Linked DNA regions of Mus musculus: region 2 is linked to region 1. A link is a contact called in public HiChIP or PLAC-seq data. All regions are on one chromosome and are shown on one strand. The core of a region is the stretch at or near the end of the contact, and the rest is flanking DNA. Distances in the headings are between cores, read along the strand shown. Region 1 holds the start of Mapkbp1 (mitogen-activated protein kinase binding protein 1). Region 2 holds the start of Ubr1 (ubiquitin protein ligase E3 component n-recognin 1).

What was found. HiChIP or PLAC-seq counts read pairs in DNA pulled down with a chosen protein or histone mark.
Region 2: a contact with region 1 is called in an H3K27ac HiChIP or PLAC-seq map of embryonic stem cells, with 3 times the contacts expected there. The contact joins the promoter of Ubr1 here to the promoter of Mapkbp1 in region 1. A contact is called at or near these places in 3 of 115 datasets of contacts at active chromatin or transcription factors (astrocytes, embryonic stem cells and pancreatic cancer cells).

The regions. Positions count from the first base shown.
Region 1 is chr2:119,969,513-119,975,200 of GRCm38.p6, reverse strand. It overlaps Mapkbp1 (mitogen-activated protein kinase binding protein 1), which reads right to left and starts at 2,502. Exons shown (of 30, transcript NM_011941.3): 1 at 2,033-2,502. The coding sequence starts at 2,149. Mga (MAX gene associated) reads right to left here. Exons shown (of 24, transcript NM_013720.2): 24 at 5,620-5,688.
Region 2 is chr2:120,968,076-120,973,692 of GRCm38.p6, reverse strand. It overlaps Ubr1 (ubiquitin protein ligase E3 component n-recognin 1), which reads left to right and starts at 2,978. Exons shown (of 47, transcript NM_009461.2): 1 at 2,978-3,171. The coding sequence starts at 3,091.

The DNA of each region.
Region 1 (5,688 bases), core at 1,253-3,752:
CTAATAGCACTGCCACGAGTCAGAAAGGTGCCTGTTATGGTGGGGCACGACAGCAGGATATGCTGAGGAGAGAGAGACACAGTCAGGTGTTGTAGGGCAGCTGGAGCTATATCGTTAGGGACAGCAAGATGGCTTGGTAGGCAAAAATGCTTTCCATGTTTACTTCCACAACACCACGGCACATGTGTGGCTGCATGCATCCACACATCATGATGTAATGATAATGATAAGTGAAAGGTTTTTTTTTTAAGTTTTATCTATGAGTTTCTAAGTTGGAGTACCCATTCTTCTGTCTCTAGAGAATAGGAACAATTATTAATAAGAATCCTTGCCAGGCGCGGTGGCACACGACTTTAATTCCAGCACTCGGGAGGCAGAGGCAGGTGGATTTCTGAGTTCAAGGCCAGCCTGGTCTACAGAGTGAGTTGCAGGACAGCCAGGGCTACACAGAGAAACCCTGTCTCGGAAAAAAAATCCTTGAAAGGGGCACCAAAGCCAATTATTGCTCTGCTAAGGTAGAGCAACAATATGCTGCTGTCTCTAAGGACTGTGCCCTTGGCAATCCTATGCCACACAGAGTTACTATGTTTATGGGCTCCTAGGAAGACACAAAACCTAATCTGATCCTGTGGGAACAATGCTCAAGACTCCCTCAAGGGAAATCTTGTAAATAAATGTATTCTACTTTTGTATGCCCCAAATTGTGATGAGTCTCAAAACTGAATAAAATATGAGCTGGGCATGCCAGCAATCCCAGCACTCAGAAGGCTGTGGCACAAGTTTATAGTTCGAACCCATCCAGGACTGTGTAACAAGAGCCTGCCTTGAAACAAAACCAAACAAATAAAAAAAAAAGTATAAGGACCAAATCCCAGACATGTATAAGAATGGAAGATGGATGAACGTCTGCCCAGAAGAAGGATGCTGGCATACAATGCTCAGAATGAGCAGTGCCACAAGGACAGACCAGGAGAGCTGCCTTTCTGGCACACACACGTGGCTCCTTCATGTTATCACGAGAAACCAAGACGTTCCAGTTAAAGCAACTTAAGTATCTTTATTTATATTATATTATGGATATGATTGCTCTATCTGCATGTACACCTGCATGCCAGAAGAGGGAGGGCATCAGACCTCATTATAAATGGTTGTGAGCCACCATGTGGTTGCTGGGAATTGAACTCAGGACCTCTGGTAGAGCAGCCAATGCTCTTAACCACTGAGCCATCGCTCTAGCCCAGCAACTTAAGTATCTTAAAGAGATAAACCATTTTACATTTATTTCTTCCCCTGCATATGTGCATGCACATGTGGAGATCAGAGAACTACTTCCAGGAGTTGGTTTACTCCTTCCACCATGTGGGTCCGAGGAATCAAAATCAGATCAGGCTTGTTGGCAAAGGTCTCTACCAGTCCAATCTTGCCAGCCCAATCTTCTACATCTTTGAACATGACAGGGTATCACTATGTAGCCCTGGCTCCCCCTGGAAATTGTTATATAGACCAGGCTGAACTTGCCTCTGACTCCCTAGTGCTGGGATTACAGGCATGCATCACTAAGCTTGTCAAAAAATTGTTTTGCTCTCTTAGATGAAGTGTATTAGTATATTCTTTCTGTTGTACAGTCTGGCATTATAACCCCAACTGTTACACTAATACATTAGTCACAGCTAGGTCCTTTACAGAATATGTGATCTCACTGTACTCTTCTAAGAAGAGAAACTGAGTCATAAAATGTCAACTTGTTTCCCAAGCACACACTTAGTTTAAACTGAGGCCCTGTTAAACCCAGTTTGCCTTCCTATGCCCTTCTTCAAGCCATGGCTGCGTCTCAGCATGCCCACCCACGCCTGCTGTTCTTCCAACTTCAAATCAGGTCGTCAAAGATAAGCGTATATGATCTTTTAAAGCCAACAGAGAAATTTCATTCTTCCACCCCCTTCCTGCCCCTCAAGAAAGAGAAAGGTAAAAAAAAGGAACGAAGTGCAGGAGAGGACAGAGTAGGTAAGAGGTGGCTCCCAACAGGACTCACCTTGGAGCTGAGGTCCTCTCTCCGGTTTCCTGCTTTACTTCTGCGTAATTTGATGGATGGAGACCTCAGCAAGTTCTTGATACGGCTAGTAATGGTTGACCCTTCTCCAGCCATCATAACGAGGAGCCCCTAAGGACAGTCCCTGGCCTAGCCTTTGGACTTGTCTCAACAGCGGTACTGCCTTCTCGTTCAACACAGCCTTCGGATATGCACTTTCACTGGCCTGAGATGGCAGAAGCAACCTTATCATCACAGTAGGTGTCTTCTGCTTGTCACCAACTCTTACTCTGGGCATTGCCCTGCGCTTTCCCACTCCCCATCCCCACCCTAGCCTGCTAGATTTTTTTTTACAAGGGGAGGACGACCCCTGGAGTGAAGAAATGTCAGGCCCACACCTGCCAGAGGCGTTTAACTGAAGAATCGGATGAACTAGTGACCAGTCGGGCGCCGGTTACAGCCCAAGTGTTCCCATGGTAACTGAGGTGTCCAAGGGAGGAGGCCTCCGAAGCCACTGGGCAAGGGGCCGAAGCACCGAGCTGGCCGCCGGGCTCACGCTGGCCCGAGCCGATGCGAGAAGCTCCCTCCCGCACCCGAGTCTTGGGAGCTCCGTTTTAGCCCCCCACACCCACTGCCTACTTCAGAAACCCTACTACTCGTCAGCGCCCCCGTTCGCTGGGGCCCAGCTCACAGCGCCCTCCGGCATCGCGATCGACGGCTTCAGCTCTGCTGCCGCAGCCGCAGCAGTAGCTATGGTGGCACCAGCGGCTCAAAACGCGAACTAGAGCCTGGGCCGAGCTGCGCTGGGAGGGCGGGGCCTAGTAAAGGGGGTGCGGTCTGTGGCAGATTGGTTCCCGATTGGACGACTGATGCCTATGGGGGCGGAACCAAGGAATGAACCAAGAACGCAGAGGTCTCGGATTCTGCACAGTATAATTGTGGGTACCGCTCCTAAAGGAAGGTCAATGTAATATTGCTTTAGAATTGAGAGAACCTGGCCTTTTACGGTATTATCAGGCATGGTCCTCTTAGAGAACTTTGATAACCACGCCTCCAGGCCTAAGATTGATATTTGGTGGGCCTAGGAGATTACGGCTGAAATTTAATTCCTAACTCATAAAAAAAAAAAAAAAAAAAAAAAAAAAGGAGGGGGGGGGTTTGGGATGCTGCCAAAAGAACTCCTTTCCATTCCAAGTGCTGGGATTTAACGCAGTTGGAATCGTTTCTGATTCCGGCCAGCCTAACACAATGACTCACGCAGAGTAACTCAATTTACACACTTTTGAACTTAATCTATCAGTGATGGAAGACTCAAGCCTCAAAATAGAGCCTTAGGGTAGGTTGTGAACTGAAAAGGCACCCATGATATAATCCATCATTTCCTTAGCTGCCAACGTCCTTATAGCATTTAACAAGAAATACTGTTAACAGCATTAACAGTATTTTTGCTACTCCAGATCTTTTCTGTCTTTTCAAAAATTGCAAACACCCCTAGGGCTGACACCGATGTCAAAGTTTGCTGCTATCAGGTTTTGTTTGTTTTGTTTTGTTCTAGCTCATGGAGATAGGGGAAATACCACATACTCATGCTTCATAGATTTGTAAGTTGGCTAGAATTTTTCATCTAGCTACTACTTCAAGAAATTACCTTGGGGGTTGGGGAGCGCTGGACAGATGGATTGGTGATTAAGAGCGCTGGCTTCTTTTCATAAGACTCAGGTTTAATTTACCAGCACCCTTATGGCATATCACAACAGTTCCCAGGGATTTGTCTCCCTCTTTTGGCCTCCATCATAGGCACCAAGCAAAACACCCAAACACATAATTTCTTTAAATAAAATAAAACTGCCTTCTGAAAAGGCTAGCTTAAGCCAAAAGGCCTGTACCCAACTAGAACAGTACACTGACATGTCCCCCATTCCAGACCGTAGGAACTGCTGAGGAAAATGGTAGTTAGAGGGAAGGATCCTTAAAAAATGGTTTAGTGGCCGGGCGGTGGTGGGACATGCCTTTAATCCCAGCTCTTGGGAGGCAGAGGCAGGCGGATTTCTGAGTTCGAGGCCAGCCTGGTCTACAAAGTGAGTTCCAGGACAGCCAGGGATATACAGAGAAACCCTGTCTCGAAAAAACAAAAAACAAACAAAAAAGTTTAGTGGTACTTGCACAATCTGTGTTCAAACAGGAAGGTACCTGTGTACTATATAGCTACGTATTGGATACAAATGTCAACAGCAACTGGACGCCTAAAGCCACACATTATAGATTTTAGGAAACTAAAATGGTACTTCCAATTTTACCGCCTAGACCCGAAGACAAGAATGATCACCTCTAACTATATTAACTCGGCACCATTAATCATCTGCGATTTGACCTACTCACAAAGCTGCTGTACATTGCTAACAAATGCCACCACCTGGTGTTTTAATTTGTGTACTACAGGTCCTGCTCTTCTCTGACCGGGTTTATCATATTTTCTTTGGGCAATCTGTTTCACTTTTATGGGTTTGCAAAGTGTCCGTCCTTTCTCGCCCAAAGCTATTATGGCTTAGCTCCTTAAAGACACCTTCATTCCTGAAATATTTTCATCTGGTCTGATCTGCACAGGCAACTCTAAGCACTTGCTTTCCATATCTAAAGGTGAGACTCATTGAAGTTGAGAAAGTTTAATGAGGGAACAAAACTCTTGAAATTGGGTGTTTTCAAGCTAAGGTCAAAAAAAAAAAAAAAGATGCTAGTATGGGAATAGTGTTGTGCTTCATAGATTCCTCAAAACGTGTCCAAGTGCAATGTGAAGAGAAGCAATCTCTTTACTCCCAAATGTATCATCCTGCTCTCCAAACACAGCTGACCAAACACAGCATTCTGATTGTGTATGTCCAAACAAGTATGCATGGTTTTTATCAGATTCTAAAAATTCCAGATGCTTCAAAAATGCTATAGTGGTCTTGCTTAGAATTATTAGATTCGATTTTAAAATTCATCCTAGGTAAACAAGGTGCAGAGATCCTGGGAAACTAACATGTTAGAATAAACACTTGCTCATCAGTTCAAATATTTATTGAGCACCTATACATGCAAGGCACTGCGAGACAGCTGAGACCAATGAGTGCAGTTGGAAACAAAATGGATTTCAAGTCAATGCTTCCAAGGCCGATTTCCCATTGGTGGGGGGGGGGGGGAAGTCCATTTTATAAGTTTATAGTGACAGAATTTAATAGTTTAGGATGTCTCAAAATTTCCACCTTGTTTGGTTTAGCCTCCTAACCCATATCTTCGTAGCTGTCATTTAACACCATCTCTGTAAAGCAGTTTAAAATATGCTAAAATTATAGTTTTAAAAATTGTACATAGGAAAATAATTTTATTTCCAAGATGCATTTTAGCTCACTTTCATCATAAATAGGCAATAATTCTACCTACCTTAGCTTCACTATGAAGCTCTGGCTAGCCTCAAACTATGTAGACCAGGTCACCTTTGAACTTACCTGCCTCTGTTCTTCCCAATGCAGGAATTAAAGGCATAGAATCAAGTCTTTTTTCCTTGAGACAAGGTCTAACTATGTGGTTCTGGTCAGTTTTTTTGCTTTTTTGCGGCGGGGGGGTTGTACACATATTACCATGGTACAAGTTTTTTTTTTCCCTACTATATGGTTTCTGGG
Region 2 (5,617 bases), core at 1,729-4,228, 1.0 Mb before region 1:
GAAGAGGGACTAGGCGGCGCGAGATAAAGACGGAACCAAGACAAGGCTCTGCTCAAGGTTCAATTTTACTATTCCGACACTCCGTTATGAAGGAGGGGGAGGGGCCGATTCCCGCCAAATAACCTAGGAGTAAGGTTGCAGGTGAACACGTGATGGCTTCGGAAGAGCAAAGCGGCAGGTTCGAGCTGTGGGCGTTTCTGTATGAGTCTGGAGACAAAATTTAAAATATCTTAGTGATGGTGCTGGCTAGTTTTGTGTCAACTTGACAAAACCTATAGTCGGCAGAGAAGAGGGAACCTCAATTGAGAAAAATGCCTCTACAAGACTGGGCTGTAAGCACATAGGTCATTTCCTTTTCTTTTTCCTATTTATTTATTTACTCACTTTACATCCAGATCGTTGCTCTTCCCTCTACCTGGTCCCTCCCATAGGGTATTTTCTTAATTAGTGATTGATGGAGCAGGGCCCAGCCCATTGTGGGCGGGGCCACCCCTGGGCTGGTGGTTCTGGTTCTATAGGAAAGCTGGCTGAACAAGTCACAATGAACAAGCCATAGTAAGCAAGCAGCGCCCCTCCATGGCCTGTGCACCAGCTCCTACCTTCAGGTTCCTGTCCTGTTTGAGTTCCTGCGCTGACTTCCTTGGCTAATGAACAGTGATGTGGAAGTGTAAACCAAGCCCTTTCCTCCCGAAGCTGTTTAGGTCATGGTGTTGCATCACAGTGACAGTAAACCTAAGACCGTGACTAGCATTGGTCGTTAAAATTTTCTCATTACCACAAGAATAAGATTTTAATGATTAGCATTCTTCATTAAACATGTTTAATATAAAAATAGCTGCTTTATTTTTTTAACCACTGAGGATTAAGACCAGGATAATGTGCATGCTAGTCACAATCTCTCTACCTTTGAACTATAATCCTAGTCTACAGGTGCATTTATTTTTTTTAAAATACAATCTTTTTGTTTGTTTGTTTTGTTTTTCTTTTTTTTTAAAGATTTATTTATTTACTATATGTAAGTACCCTGTAGCTGTCCTCAGATCTTCCAGAAGAAGGCATCAGATTTTGTTACGGATGGTTGTGAGCCACCATATGGTTGCTGGGATTTGAACTCGGGACCTTCGGAAGAGCAATCGGTGCTCTTAACCACTGAGCCATCTTGCGAGCGCCCTACAGGTGCGTTTATTATTATTGGTTTGTGTGTGTGTGTGTGTGTGTGTGTGTGTGTGTGTGTGTGTGTGTGTGATAAGCCCTTTACAATGAGTCACAAGCTCAGCCTTATGCCTCATGCTCTCCCCTCAAAAAACAGTCACTTGATTTTTCACCCAACAATGTGTCTTCTCAAGATAGAAAGAACAAAACAACAACAGCGTTTCTCAAACTTTATTTTCTCAGGATCACTTTAAACTCCTTAAAATTATTGCCCCTCCCCAAGAATCTTTTGTACAAATGGTTCCTATCAATATTTACTAATAACAATTTAAGATGGAGAAAACTTTTAACTAGCTTAAAAGTTTCTATGCAGGGCTTCATGTAACCCAACATGTTCTGCTTTTTGTTGTTTTGGGACAGGACCTCACCGGCAGCTAGACTGATCTGGAACTATATAGTTCTGCTGCCTCCAACTTGGAAGAACCCTCATATTCTCAAATGCTAGCTGACGTTACAGCTGTAAGTCACCCATGCCGGCTTACAGGCATGTAAACAATATAACATCTTAAACATTTTTCCTTTCTTTTTCTCTTTTTGAGATGGGGTCTCACCACATAGCTCTGGAGTAGACTAGGCTAGCCTTGAATTCAGAGATCCACCTGCCTCTGGTTCTGGAGTGCTTAAAGGTGGGTGCCATTACACCAGGCATAAACAGCATTTAAAATGAAAATTAACTCGGTAAACAAATGTTATCCAAAATGTGAGAATTTCCAAATTTCTTAAGTTCCAATTTAATAGAAGGGTAGGTGTGTTTTAGTTCTGCCTCTATCTATAGTCAGTCATGTGTTGCTTTGGTTGGTGTATGTGAAGAAAATTTGACCTTACAGATCTAAAAAAAAAAAAAAGCCAGGTGGTGGTGGCGCACACCTTTTTAACCCCAGCACTTGGGAGGCAGAGGCAGGCGGATTTCTGAGTTCGAGGCCAGCCTGGTCTACAAAGTGAGTTCCAGGACAGCCAGGACTATACAGAGAAACCCTGTCTCAAAAACAAAAACAAAAAAACAAAACAAAACAAAAACAAAAACAAAACAAAACCCACTTCCATGGCAGGTGAGATGGTAGAAAACCAATCCCCTCAAATTGTCCTTTGATCTCTAAACATGATCCACACACACACACACACACACACACACACACACACACACACACAGAGAGAGAGAGAGAGAGACACAGACACAAGTCGCTAAAGTATATATATAAATTTAAAAAGGGACCAGGTGGCTGACATCTGTCACTTGGAATGCAGAGGTAGGAGGAATGCGTGGTATTGGAGGCTATTATTCGTTTCGTAAAAACTAAACCAAACTAAACAAAAAACAAAAACAAAAACAGAGGACACTAAATTAGCTCTTTATCACCTTTGTCCTCCAACCCTGGTCTTGGCCTTGGGTGTTTTCTCTTGGTTCAGAGCTATTCCTTCGCACTATGCATAGATGCACAAATGCAGGAATTTGTAGTCTGTGGCAACAGTTTCCCCTCGATGTTTCCGTACATCTACCTTGTTCTTTTCATGGGGTATTCCATAACGGGGATGTATTCAGTTTGTCTTCCCTTACCGACGGATGGACTAGGTTTCTCGGTTTTGTCATCTCACCACCCCTGCCCCGGGGTTAAGGGATGGCGACAAAGCTGTGAGGTCTTCCCTCGGGGATCAGCCCTGGTGGAGCAGGGCTAACTAACCATCAGGGGCGGAAACCTCCGGCTTGGCAGGTCGGCAGCCTGCTTCCGGGAAGCCGACCGGAAGCCGCTCCGGGTGCTGCGACAAACCTGACTTCAGGGGCCGTCGTAAAAGTGTCGTCCCTGTCGCGTCGGGCCGGCCACAGGTTTCCGCTAGCTGGCGGCCGGGGGTCGGGAACTGCGGGCGTTCGTTTCCCTTAAGATGGCGGACGAAGAGATGGACGGCGCCGAGAGGATGGACGTCAGCCCGGAGCCTCCCCTGGCCCCGCAGCGGCCGGCATCGGTGAGTCTTCATCTGCTAGCGCCTTTTGTCCTCTCCACCAACAGCTTCCCACCGCGCCTGGGAGGGTTTGGGGCTCCGCTTTCTATGGCGGCACTGGGGAAGGGGAGTCCTAGGATTGAAGGATCGACCCTCCCTCCCCCGATAAAGTTAGTCGTCTCCTACACACATTCCTGCCAGCCAGGTCTACGGAGTTTAATGACTGTCATCTATTAAGTCTCAACGTGCTCAGACACGCATGTCTCTATTTTGAAGTAGAAAGAACTCGTGCACATTTAGGTGGGTTTGATGTAGGAGCTGAGATGAGGTTGGAGAAGGCCATTTTTCGGTAGACGCATTGCTGACCCCTCTTGTTGATAGGCATCGGGACCCGGACCAGCACCTGGTGTGATATAGCATTGTCGGGTGGACTTGATAGTGGCAGTGAGTGTTGCGGCTGGCAAGGCATGGCCAGATATCCATTATTGCAGCGTCTTGAGAACCTTCGATCTGGCCCCCAGTGAGGGAAATTTGTCATTTGTCATGCCTTTTATATATGAGAAGGGACATTTCAAACGAGAGAATACTGGAATCTATACTTGGCTATTAGATTTTTGAAGGGCTGAGAAAGGAGAGGTAGAATAAAATTGAGTCAACAGTCTGGCTGCGTGGAGAATACGAACAGAGTAGGCTGAAAGGTGGGGTAATGTTCACAAATGTTCTGATGTGGTCCCTTCAGATAACTAGAAGGGAGGGAGGTCCTTAGGAAGTACTCACTATTGATCACAACATGTTTTATCAGTTTGTCTATAGCTGCATATGGAAAAGTGTGGGAAACATACCCGCACCCACGCAAACCCATTGTATATACACATACCTGTTAGTGAAGTTGTTTGTAGTTTTAATAAACTCATTCTTGGCTTACTTTACCCCAGCAGACTCTAGAACATTATTTTATGAGACAAGAGAATGACTCAGAAATAAGTCAACCACGGAGACTAGAGAGAATGTCTGTAAGATAAAAAACCATCAGGGACAGAGTTGGAATAAGACTATATGCACTAGATCAGCACTTGGCAGTCTTCCTCCTCCATCCCAAAAAGCAGTTGAAACTCACTTCACCACTGGTAATGTAGCTTAGATGAAAACAGCTAGAAAATGTTTCCAAGTAGATAAACTGGTTTGTTTGTTTGTTTGTTTGTTTGGTTGGTTTTGGTTTTGGTTTTTTTAGTGCTAGGGAGAAAACTCCAGGCCTTATGCATGCTAGGCAAGGGCTCTTCTTCTGAGCTATAGGTTAAGATAGAGAGATCATTTACTTTCAGGAGTTCCAGGCAAACCCCGGACTAGACTGTGAAACTCCATCTAAAAACAAAAATAGAAAAAAAGATTCATAGATAGAATCATGTGCTTTTTTTGTTTGTTTGTAATCTAGTGCGTTATAGTCAGAATAGTTGTAGTTTCCTATTGCCAAAGATGAGTAATGTTTATTTAAATCGTTGCTATGTTAATTCTTTCCCACTAGCACTGTAAAACCCCATTAATAAAACCATAAAACATCCATTACTTTGGAATTGGAAAAATGGTATAGAAATTGAGCAGGAATCTGTAACAAACATGTCTTCAAAGAATAATATATTTCTTTGGGCAAGGCTTTTTAAACTTTACAGAGAAGCAAGGAGTGGTGTCATGTAGCCTCAGGGAATTCAGCCTATAGATAATATAAAAGATGAAGAACTTAGATTCAAGATAGGGTGGTGTAAGTGGATACAGACCGATGACCGTGAAGCCTTTATTTTTTGGCTTGAGCCCTTTTTGCTTGACCCCAGAGTTCATCCTACTTCCTGTAGTTTTTCCATCTGCCCTTTCCCATTTCATTCTCCCTATTTAAAACTCTTGTGGTTAAGCCAAGATTGCTCAGTTTGAGTCTTCAGCACCCCACCACTGTTTGCTTAATTTGTATCTCAAATCTCTGTTGGGTCTTGTGGAAACAAAATAACAAATATAGGACAGCTACAAGATCTAGTAAAGGCTTTGTTCTCATTAGAGTGCTTTTCTAGTTACAGTTGCTGATTTCTTTAAACTAAATTGCCTTTTTTAAAGATACAAGGTTGTTTTAGTAACCTTTCAGCAAGGTCTAAAGTCACTTAACAAGTAAGCAGCATGAAATGATAGGGCTAGCAAGATGGCTCAGAGCTGCTTCCTGCATAAGCTTGGTACCTTGATTTGATCATTAGAACCAATGAAGATGTGGAAGGAGATAACCAACTCTACAAATATGCACTTTGACTTCCACATTCATGCTGTGGCACATGTACATATCTGCCCCCACACAATAATAGTAATAATTAAAAAAAAAATAGAATGATCGGAAAAAGCAAAAATAAAATGAAATAATAATTGAGAGTTATTGGACATTTGTACAAGATATTGCTTAAGATTTACCAAGATAAAAATAAATAATTTGAGTTAA